2 separate regions of the Callithrix jacchus genome follow, and region 2 is linked to region 1. A link is a contact called in public Hi-C data. All regions are on one chromosome and are shown on one strand. Each heading gives the region's core, a stretch centred on a gene start, on an enhancer-like site or on the middle of the called end of the contact. The rest is flanking DNA. Distances are from core to core; before and after follow the strand shown.

What was found. Hi-C and Micro-C count contacts between places; a contact is called where the count stands out from the background.
Region 2: a contact with region 1 is called in a Hi-C map of skeletal muscle, with 2.4 times the contacts expected there. The contact joins the enhancer-like site here to the promoter of TNRC6C in region 1. A contact is called at or near these places in 2 of 3 Hi-C or Micro-C datasets (both in skeletal muscle).

Annotation. Positions count from the first base shown.
Region 1 is chr5:133,744,653-133,750,613 of calJac240_pri, forward strand. TNRC6C (trinucleotide repeat containing adaptor 6C) reads left to right here and starts at 3,306. Exons shown (of 23, transcript XM_078374749.1): 1 at 3,306-3,620. The coding sequence starts at 3,550.
Region 2 is chr5:133,782,561-133,788,671 of calJac240_pri, forward strand. The region is part of intron 1 of TNRC6C (trinucleotide repeat containing adaptor 6C); the gene reads left to right. Among named protein-coding and RNA genes, the nearest start is that of TNRC6C, 38 kb to the left of the region's middle. Within about 2 kb of position 4,526, at least 3 of the 16 cell types and tissues checked have an H3K27ac peak or open chromatin away from gene starts, as enhancers often do. A contact at or near this core is called in skeletal muscle, where this site is marked.

The DNA of each region.
Region 1 (5,961 bases), core at 2,056-4,555:
ACTCCAGCTTGGGCGACAGAGCGAGGCTCCGTCTCCTCTCCAAAACTAATCATAATAATCCGGCCTCTGCTCATCTCTCCCTTCTCCTCATACCAGGGCCGTTGCCATCCCACTGATGTCTTCCCGCCTCCTGAAAGTGCCGCGCTGCAAGCTCTCTTTGGTTTCCTTTACACATTCCCTCTTTCTTAAAGGCCCTTCCATCAGCTTCTGACCTATCACCGCTTCCCTCGCATCTTTCAAGACTTAGATCTGAGGCCCCTGAAGAAGTCCTCCTGAGTGCTTCAGAATGACCTGAGTCTCTTCTGACTCAATGCAGTGTCATCATAGCTCAAGCACCACTTGCTGCTTTAAATCCCTGGCACCTAGTTCACTGCCTGGCACGTAATACATGGCCATAAATATTCAGTGAGTATCTCTAACTCAGTGAGGAGTACAAAGGAGAAGTCAGAGGCCCAGAAACTCGCCTGAGGTCAAACAATTAGTGAGCAGTGGAGTTGAGACTCACCCTCACTCTTATTTTAACGTTCTATTCTAATATTATTCTCAGCATAGTGGGAGGACAAGGGCATCAGAATCACTTGGGGAGCTGATTAGACATGCAGATTCATGGGCCTCATCTGGACCTAAGGTGAATTTGTAATTCAAACAAGCTACCCTGGTGATTCTCATCAACAGAAAGTTTGAGAACCAATGCTCTATGCCTTGTCTGAAAGGCCTCTGTAAATTTATCACATTTTGCTAAGGCAATTCACTTGTTATCTATCGGTGACAAGCAGGGAGAGCTGAACCCAGCTTTCTTACATTTTCATTGAAAAGCAATCATGTGTTGGAGTCCCGAAGCTTTTCCCTTTAAGAGTCCGTCATTAGGATGCAAATTATACGTGTAAAATCAACAGAAATAGGAGGATGCAGTAATTCAGGCACCAGTGTGTGGTAGGAAGTGGCTGGGCATCGAGAGGGGTATTATACGTAAATACAGCCCCCCAAAAAGGTGCCTTTATTACTCTTCTCCAGTTTTCGTGCACCTCAGAATCGCCTGGAGGGGTGGCTAAGATGCAGATACCTGGGCCGCATCCCCAAACGTTCTGATTCACTGGGTCTGACAGTAGAGTCTGAGAAGTCGCAATTCTAACAAGCTCCTAGATGAAGCCAATGCCACTGGTCCAGGCAACATAATCTGGGAACCGCTGAGCTAGTCAACACTTTGGCTCACCACAGTCATCTGTTTTGCAATAGCCATGGAGACAGGGATGTGATCATCCTGTCTTTCCGCTTAAACCCCTGCACAGATGTGGATCTTGCTACCTTTCAAATGGAGATGTTTTTATAGCTTGTTGGGGTACAGATGGTGTTTGGTTAAACGAGTAAGTTCTTTAGTGGTGATTTGTGAGATTTTGGTGCCCCCATCACCCGAGCAGTATACGCTGCACCCTCCAAAATGGAGTGTCTATTAATAACTCCATCTGATAGAAACTCGATTTTGTAGGGTGTAGCGTATACTTGAAGAGAACCAAAATTTGCCTAATGCCTACCACCCACTGATCTCAGGTTGGCCTCTTAGGATCTCACGGAATATATCTGTGCCTATTTGTATATGGGAGTTTTAAAAATATCTGAAGACAGCCTTCCTGTCCTCCTTGTCTCTTCTTCCCTGCCCCAATCTCTTCTGCTGCTTCAGCTGTTGGTCAAAGACTGGAGGATTTCCACCAACAACTGGCTGTATACCCAGTCAGTCTCTAACTTTGTCAATTTCTTTCTCGCACCATAGTGCCCAGAACTGGCCAAAATACTCCATTTGGGATCTGGCCAGCTCAGAGTACAATATCTTAAACTCAACACTATTTTATTTATTTATTTATTTTTGAGACGGAGTTTCGCTTTTGTTGCCCAGGCTGGAGTGCAATGGCACAGTCTCAACTCACTGCAACCTCTGCCTCCCAGGCTCAAGTGATCCTCCTGCCTCACCCTCCTAGATAGCTGGGATTACAGGCACCTGCCACTACGCCGGCTAATTTTTGTATTTTTAGTAGATGGGATTTCACCATGTTGGCTAGCCTGCTCTCAAACTCCCAACCTCAGGTGATCCGCCCACCTCGGCCTCCCAAAGTGCTGAGATTACAAGCATCAGCCAGTGCGCCCAGCCAAACTGGACACTATTGTAATGTGGTGTTGTTATTGTTGTTATTGTTTTAAACAAACCATTTCACACATTTAGCTTTGTTGAGCATGTGGTCATCTAAAACTAGAATTTTTTACATGACCTTGTCTCCAGCTAGGTCTTCTTCATTTGTCCTCAATTAGCTGACATTTTAACTTAAGAGATACATTTAACATTGAATTCTCGTAAACATAATTTTGTTGGTTTTGCCCATTTTTAATAGATGGTCAATTTATACCTTAGTTATAAGGTGGTGGTGGCAGGGCTAATAAGAGGATGATCAACCCCAAACATGAATGGACCCATTTTACAGTTTTGCTTGGCGTTCCTACTCGTATTTTATCAGTGCAAACGACCGCTAATTAGTGACGCTGCTCTGCAGTCTTAAGATTCATGGCCACCATATGCCTCAATGTCTCTGGGTCAGCTTCAGTTTCAAATATTCTCTCTATTGCCCCAGGTCCACATGCCAAACTATGAGTCCGGTTTGGGGTTCAGAACATATAACATCTAGAGTTCTGCTTCTCGGTGCTCAGAGTCTAGTATCATTGGAGAATAGGACGATTTTTGCCTGAGGGATAAAGGGAAGCGGAGAGGAACTGGAGAGGTGAGAACCACAACTCCAAAGTCAAAGACAATGCTAAATAATGTATCTTGGTTCAGTTTTCCAAAAAGTGAAGTTCTGCTTATCACAAGGATTGGTCCACCAAGATACCTGGAGTCCTCATTTACGTAGCAGCCTACTTCGTGGGCGCTGCCTGTTGTGACGATGTTATTTTGCACTCCCTTCTGGAACATGTGATAATACCTCTACCTTGGAGAAATACAAAGGAGGCAGGTTCTCCGCAGTCGAGAATTAAATGAATGCACATAAAATGAACAGGCAGAAGAAGCCTCCATGCCAGCTCCGTCTGCCTTCAGATCCTTCTAAGGGATGTGGGTTCTTGGGAGGGGAAATACACAACACAGCAGACATTTGACGACCCTTGTGAATCTAACTACCAGAGGGCTGAAAATACGGCAGTAAGAAGAAAGGAGCTCATGGGACCCCGAAGGGAAACGAGAGCGAGGAATTTGTCTTTCATCCACAGACGTTTCAAAGCATGACACTTGCGGTAACAAAATTGCATTGCGAAAGTACTAGTGTGTTATTATCTCCTCTTCAAGACGGGGACACGTAGACAGGGAATGGCCTCTTCCAATAACAACTTCCAAGTAGCACCGCTGAACCTCCTCCGAGCGATGGGGGAAAAGCTAGCCTGCTTCTGCGACCTTGCATGAAAATGGAGAGAATTCTTGGTTTCAAAATCTTCTCCTGGCTCGAACCGAAAGTTAAAAACGGACTTTTCGAATTGCACATTGAGCGTGACCTCACCTACCACTAATGAATAATGGATATCGAGGAGGAGCCGTGGAATGGAGGATCACGGCGGCGCCCCGAGCACCGGGGAGGAATCGCGGGGTGCGTAGGGGCCGGAGCGACCGGGTTCGGCCCGGACAGAAGGCTCGCGCGGTGGGGGAAGGGTGTCTGTGCTCCGGGGAAAGGGCGGACTCCCCGGGGCACTGTTTTGCGGCGAGGCTTGTTTTGCTCGCAGCTGGGCGCTCCCTGGGGAGCGACTGCGCGCAAGGGCGGGCCGGCAGGCGCGGGGTGAGCAGGAGGCTCCGGGGACCCTACGGACTCGTGTGCGTGTGTGTGGAAGGTGGGGCAGTGCGGGGCGTGTGCACTGCACGAGCGGGACGCGCGCCGGTGCGGGCGCCGGGCGCCGTCGCAGAGAATGCCAACGCCGCTAGGCGAAATAACAGCGCAAAGCCCGGGCGCCGCAGGGCGCTGGCCGGGAGAACCCAGCGGAGGCGCAGATCCCGGTCGGCGCCCCTCCCGCCAGTACCCTTAACGCGGAGCCACAGCGCCCAGGGACCAGAGGGCAGGCGGAGGCGGCGAAGGACACCACGCGGGTCTCCACGCACCCCACAGAGTAGAGCGAGCTCCCAGGACTGGCGCGCCTCCGGGACAGGCGGAGAACGCGCCGCTCGCACCCCGGCGCGCTCCCTGCGCGGTGTAGGCAACCACAGCGCGGGCGGGTGGGTATTAAGGTGGCAAGGAGGAGGCGTGGCCTGGCCGAAGAGCCAATGGACCGGGGAGGGGCGCGCGGGGGAGGAGCTCAAGCGCCGAGCGCCAATTGGCCAATTCGCCCTCCGGTATGCAGATGCAGTGGGAGTCACGTGCCAGGGGCCGGGACGACTTCCTGTTGGAGGCCAACGTGGGGCGGGGAAGGGGGCGCGAGCGCCCCGTCTGGCTGTAGCGGGGGGAGGGGGGTTCTTGTCAGTTAGAGCAACAAGATGGCCGCGGTGGCAGCTCCGCACCTCAGAGCGACGGCCCCGGGACCAGCAGCCGCCGCCGTCGGCCCCGCCGCCGCGCAGCCTTGAGCGCCGCCCGGGCCGCCCCCTGACAGGGCTGTCCCCGCGCCCGCCGCGCTCCCGCCGCCCTCACCGCAGCCGCCGCCGCGGGCCCGCCCGAGCCGGAGGCGGAGGGAGCGGAGCGGCCCCTCGCCCAGCCATCCGCAGCTGCCACCGCCGCCGCCTAGGACCCGGGCCGCGCCGGAGCCTCGTCCCGCTGGGCGTGAGGAGGACGCGTCGCGGCGTCGCTGGGGCCGGACCTGGACCTGCCGAGACGCGCCGCCGCCCACCCGCCCGCGCCGCCGCCGCCGCCCGCGCCGGGACCTGAGCCCGCGGCGCCGGCGCTGAGCGAGCCCCCGCCGCCCGCGCACCCCCGAGGCCCTTGGGCGGTTGTTCGTGTTGCTGTCTCCGCCGCCGCCAGGCCCGCGTCGCCGGAGCCCCGCGGAGCCGCCGCCGCCACTGCCCGGGACGGAGCCCAGGTGAGCGTGGCCGCCCGTTGGCTCCTCGCCGCCGCCGCAACTTTGCCCGGAGGTTCGCGGGCCCTTTGTTCGGCCGAGGGGAGCCGGGGCGGGCGCTGGCCCCGAGCGACCCGCGTGCGGCGCCGGGCCCCCGGCCGGCCGGGTTTGGAGGGGAGCGGCGGGAAGCGGCCGGGGCCGGGGCGCGTGTGCGCGAGTGTGAGACTGGGCTGTGCAGACGGCCGGCGTGCAGCACAATCAGACGGGAGCGGAATGGAGGGCTGAGGATGGATGTGCCCCCTCCTCTTTAAAACTCAAGCGGCGGTGAAATTCGGTCCTCTCCCGGCAGCCACCCGCAGGTTTTGCATTGACGATGGCAGGCACGAGCCCGCCGCGTTTCGGCGCAGGAGCTCAGTGTCGTTGTTTGGGGGACGAGAGAAACCGGGGCGTGCTGCGGGTTGGCGGAGAAGGACCCTTGGGCGCTCTGTGGGTCTGAAATCAGGTGGATTTTCTAACGGTGCCGCGGACTGCGGAGTCATGCGTTAGAGGAAAACGAGCCGAGCCACTTGTGCCCTGTTATCTGATAACGCAACCCGAGCGCCTGGTCGCCACCTCTGCTTTAAGCGATGCCTTCTTCTCACCTTTACCTTGCGGACGAGATTTAACTAGTTGGCTGGTAGCTATGAAAATATGTAGATGTGAATGTGTGTGTGGGGGGGGGGGCTTCCTGCGTGTTAACCTGGCGAAGAAATCACTGGCGTGCGTGTTACACAGAGCTTTGGAGATCGTAGCAAAAATGAAGGCATGCTGCTTGGATGTGGTGCCGGGAGGTAGGGGCGGAGGAGCCGCTAGATCGTGGCTGCGCCTAGTGCCTTCGAAGGCATTTGACGGTGTTGGTGATTCTGCACGTAATTAGTGGAGTTGTCTCAAACCTTTGCCTCCGCCAAATGAAAC
Region 2 (6,111 bases), core at 3,276-5,775, 39 kb after region 1:
AAATTACTTTGTTTATTTACCTGTGTTTTTATTTGTTTACCCACTAACTGTAAGCTCTTCATAAAAGAGATCTTACGTATCTTGTCACTGGATATCCTTACACCTAAAATCAAGTCTGGCACATCGTGTGGCCAGTTATTAATAAATGTTGTGCAAATAATGGACAGATGTTTGAATGAGTGAATCATCCCCTTGGGCCTGATCTTTAAATGCTGTTGTTTCTAAGCCCCCATCCCCCATCCCAAGCCCTCATTTCTGTTTACTCTGAAACTCCCTTCCTACCTGATCTCAGCTGTAACCCTCGCTTTGATTTATATTTCTGCACTGACATCTCCTGAAATTTTTCCCCAGTCTGGATCTTTCCTCTGAACTCTGGAGCTTTACATTCAGCTTCCTTCCCTAGTTTTATGTCTCAAGCATCTCAGACTCTGCGTGTCGTTCTCCAGTGTTTATCTTAGTGAACGATGCAACCATACACTTAGTCACACTGGTGAGAAGCCTAGGAATTGTTCTTGACACCTCCCTCTCCCTTATGCACATATCCAATTCATCACCAAGTTCTGTTCATTTTATCTCCTAAATAATGTTCAAACCCTGCTTTGCATCCCCAGATCTAAACTACCAAGTCTAAACTCTCATGCTGACTGCAGTACCCTACGCACTAGTTTCCACCAGTCCACTCTTAACTTCTTGAAATCCATTCCACATAGGAACCAGAATGATCTCAAATAATTGATGTTATTCCCTTGCTTAAAGTTCTTCATTGGCTTCTCATTTATCTTCTGTGAAGATAAAGACAAAAAAATAAGCCTTAGTCTACCCCACTAGACTGGGTCTAGCCATTTCTTTCATTGCCCTGCAGCCTTTAGGCCCCCACATCATCTTGCCATTTCTCCAACATCCCGTGTGCCTTCCCACTGTAGAGTTTTCATGCTTCTTGTCCCCTGCTGTGCCACCAGGTCTTCAGAACTTAGCTCACTTTCATAGGAAATCCTCTGCTCTTGACCAGCCAGAATCCTTCCTCTTAAGTGCTCTCATAGCACCCTGCAATTCTTATTAGCATGCTATAATGAATGTATTGTGAAGGGAATTGTCTGTCTTTCCCACAGAGTTAAGTTTTTTTAATTCATGAAGTGTAGATATGGCCCCAATATAATGTTTATATTATCACCATAAAGAATGCCCTACTAGCAATTTTAACAATTTGTCTTCCATTATCTAATTGGTTTTTATTCAGTAATTTCATAGAGTCAATCAGTTTGATGTGTTACTTCAGGGGCATACTGTATTGCAGTTGTTCTAAGAAGCACATTTTTCCCATTTTGAACATCTCTGAAATTGACATGCATCTTATAGACAGTGGCATATATGTCATGATATAATTGGTGGCATTTTTCTTTCTTAGTGATGCATAAAATAATGGTGCATCTTATATTTGAGGGTATCTTAGATTAGGTATAAAATTTGGCAGTTTATAACAAATTCATTCTGTAAGCGTCACCAGGAATGTATGTTGCTGGTTATTCTGTAGAAGTATTGATAGGATTTTTCTGTAGCTGTAGTAGGTAACCGATGACATGTTGATCCCTTGAAGTTGTTTCTGGCTGAAATCATTTTTGTCATATTCCTGTAGAATCGAATCTCAGGGGTTTGATTTATGTATTGTTTGCTCATGTAACACACAAACTGAAATTTGTATGTATCTCTGGGTTTTTTTTCTAGAAAAATTATTTTTTATCTATGTGTAAAGGTGGGCAGGCCATCTATTGGTTCCAGAGATGGCTAACTAAATCCCTAAATGCATTCTCCCCATCTGCCTTTTGAAAGTTTTAGATGGGTACATCTTGGGACATTTTCCCCAACCTTCTTTGTGTCTAGATATGGGCAAGTTCTGGTCACTTGTATGTGAACAGAAGTAATATATAAACTTCCAGGGCATGAACCAAGAAGGAAGTAATTTGCTCTTCAGTGCCTCTTTTCCTTCCTCTAATGAATAAAACAAACTTGGAACAAGGATGCTTGGCCAGCCTCTCTGGACTATGGGGAAGAAACATCTTGAGCGTGTTGTATTTGGGGGTCTCTTTGTTACAGCAGCTTCGCTTGTACTCTAAGAAATTGTTTTGATTATGCTCTTCAATTTCCAAAAACTGAGATTAGCCTTACCATCAGTGTATTATAAGTTTGAAGCATGTGACTGTTACTGTTTGACCATAGTGAAGAATATGTGCTCTTTAGGGATACAGTGTGGTATAAAGGGTGCAGCATATGCTTAGAACTCAGTCAGGCCTCAGTTGAATGATGGCGGCTCTGTCACTTACTCTCTGTGTCTGTACACAGAGATCCTCTGAGCTTCATTCTCTGATCCTGTCCTTGAAGATGCAGGTGATACCTGTCTCAACAAGATTGTTTTGAGGAGCAAATGAGATCATCTATTTCAGAGACCTTCCAAGCCCAGTGCTGAGTAAATGACAGCTCTTGCATCATTAGTTTTTCCAGAGACTATCACTTCACCCTGTCTGCTGCCCTAGTATCCTCAGTTATTTATGGAGGATTGTTTGACTTTATAAGTTTTATCTTCAGATTATGCAAAACCACTGGAAACCTTCACACTTGGACTATGTTGCCTTGGCCCCCCCAGAGAATTGCTGACTTTTACAAATTCCCTGGGCTTTTTCCCATTATGCTTTCTGGCTATCAAGAGGCTGCAAAAGATGATTTAATAAAGCCTACCCATGCACACACATGCTAGGGCATAAAAGAAGCTGTCTAGTACATGACTGTGTCACCTGTGTGAGGTACCCACTAAAAAAACTCACTTTTAGACCTGAATGCTAGGGAAACCTTTTCTTCCCTTATAGAACATGTATGTGTCCTTACGGTTAAATAAGAATCCATAAAGGACAAAGAGGAATTGAATCAAATAGTAAAGTACTTTGACAGATTTTAGGCTACCTCTGAGTATGTGTTAATCCATTAGTAGATGTGGTTCCATTAAAGTCTTGGAGGAGGTAAACTCTACACTTCCTTTTTGGTTTTTGTTTTTTGATTTTTGTTTTTTGAGACAGAGTCTCAATTAGTGCCCAGGCTGGAGTGCAATGGTGTGATCTCGGCTCACAAGCAACCTCTGCCTCCAGGATTCAGGTGATTCTCCTGCCTCAGCCTCAGCCTCCTGAGTAGCTGGGATTACAGGCACCTCCCACCACGCCTGGCTAATTTTTGTATTTTTAGTAGAGACAGGGTTTCACCATGATGGCCAGGCTGGTCTTGAACTCCTGACCTCAGCTGATTCACCTACCTCTGCCTCCCAGAGTCCTGGGATTACAGGCTTGAAGCCACCGCATCTGGCCCTATCACTTTTTTTTTATTTGAAAAGAAATCAGAAAGCCAAAAGGTGGCAGTTAGCAGTATATTTACTTTATGAGAGTAATAGGAAACATTTGCTTCTTGAGATTGGTATATGAACATAGTATTAGATGTACAGTTCATACAGGTTGTACGCTTTCAATTTGAGTTTTTGATTTAAGATAGTAATTTCCGGGAAGTTGTTTAAGGTACAGAAACAACAAGCTATAACTAATAAATACTTGTTAGTGTACGAAGTACGGGACTATGCAGGTCACGGTCTCAAATGTAATCTCAGTTCGTTCTAGTAATCAGTATACTGCTTTGTGTTTGTTAAATGAATGACTGAAGACTGAACTTAATTAGAACACTTTTCTTTCCTTATTAAGATCTAAACTTTTGTGGGGGTGGGCAGCATCTGAACCTGTTGTGTGCTTGAAAACAGATAATTAAAATGTTTTTTCATTTATTGATATTTTTCAGGTAAGTTTTCCTCAACATTTATGAAATTTAAGTTTTTACATTTCACATTTTTAATATGAAATATCAGCAAGCTTCTTAGTACCTGTGGGTGTTTTTTCCTGCACCAATATAATCAGTCACTTTTTTTTCTACTTTGTTTCATTATAGAAACTATTGGCTGGGCACAGTGTCTCATGCCTATAATTCCAGCACTTTGGGAGGCAGAGGTGGGTAGGTCACCTGAGCTGAGGAGTTTGAGACCAACCTGGACAACATGGTGAAACCCCATCTTTACTAAAAATACAAAAATTAGCTGGGTGGGCATGATGGTGTATGGTGAAGCCTCTTCTCTACTAAAAATACAAAAAAAATAGCTGGGCGTGGTGGTACCCGCCTGTAATCCCAGCTACTCGGGCTGGGGCAGGAGAATCACTCCTTTGCCAACCTTCGGGAGGCGAAGGTTGCAGTGAGCCAAGATCGTGTCATTGCACTCCAGCCTGGGTGACAGATTGAGACTGTCTCAAAAAAAGAAGCTATTTAGGCAGACATTCATGTCCTTTATCAGCTTATTACTCTAGTGTAAACCCCTGAAACTCTCCTACTATCCTCACATGCAAACCTGGGTTTCACTGATGTTTCTGGATCAAGGGGCTAGGTATCATCTCTTTTTATCTTTGATTTGTCTCTTTTGCAGATTGCCATTAAACTATTTCTGCCCAGGTCTTGTATGCTCACCTGCTCTCCCAAATTCAAACCTGACTTTGAGCACAAGTTAGTTTAATGGTCTTCTGAAACGGAATCCACACAGTTAACAGTCCTTTTAGTTCACAGAATTACAAAACCTTTGAATAGAAGGCTACCCAGGGGATCATCTGCAGTCCACTTCTCATATCGATAACTGTCCCAGGGCCTGCTTCATTACTTCAGTAACTGGCTGATGCTTATATGGTGCTGGGACTTTGTTCTTTCTTTTTTGTAATCATGAAGGAGAACTTTTTCTAAACTTGCCCAAATATGCCACAAGTTTCAGAACACAGACATACCATGGAGTTTTAAAAAAACAGGCAAATACCAAATTCAAGGAAAAAATAACTCTTTCCCTCCATCTGTCAGGGTTGATGTTTCAGGTCTTTCTACTATGAATTAAATATAGCTTGTTGTTTTATACTTTGATGTAATTTATTCATTTAGGCACATTTGTGAATTTTATTTATTAATTGATGTGACAGTATTTAGAAGTCTCCAGTTTATTGGCAGGATTGAGATAAGTTCTAATTTATGGGCTCCTCCATCAGTCAAGAGAGAGAAACCATACAGTGATGTGAACAGGGAGAGTTTACTGTCAAGAATTGTCAACTGTAATGGGATTAGAATAATGAGGGGTTGGCTAGTCAGAGTAAGGAAAGCCTTGGAGAATGCAGGAATAGCACAAATAAGAAATAAGTAGGAGACCGCTGCCCCTGGCCTGAGATGGAACATCTGGTGAGATCACAGCCATGGCTCTCAGGGAGGCAGAGAAGTCACTGTGATGCTGTGTTGACAGAACTTGAAAGCAGTTCATGGGAAAGCATCTCACCAGAGGCACTGTGCTACAAAACTGCCTGTGCAGGGGTGGTAACATGGCTGGAGTGTGACTGCAGAAGCCTGCCAGGGAGCCCTCCGGCCAGGAGGCAAAACTCTTCTCCCACTGTGTCTCTGGTGCCCTGGCTGAACATCATGCCAGCTGGCAGAGGAAAAACAGTTAAAGGTCACAGATCCATTTTCAGAGCAGGCAAAAAGCGGTTTGGCGCTGAGAGGCAGTAAATTCCCCATCTCCAAACTCCTTAGTAGTTTTTTGGGAAAAGCATTACGTTTATCAGTGGTTACACAGTACCTATTCCTAAGATTTCTAGCAAACTGAAATCCTGAGCATTGTTAACAACCGCTCTAACGCATAGGCCAGGATGTACCAGCAAGGACTACTGTATCAGAAAGATTGGAGGTTTTCTTCTATTATTTTAGCACATTTAAAGTACACACACACACACACACACACACGTGTGTGTGTCATTATATAATTGACTGTGAAAGTAGAGTGCTATTAAAATTACACTGTCATTTTCTGACTTAATTTAAGGTGACTTTAAACTCAGAAATGAAGAAAATGTTTCACAACATGGTACTTAAAACTCCCATACTTCTAGAGTGGACAACACAGCAAGACTCTGTCTCCACAAAAAAATTTAAAAATTAGCCAGGCATGGTTATGTGTGCCTGTAGTCCCAGCTACACAAGATTCTGAGGTGGGAGGGTTGCTTGAGCCCAGGA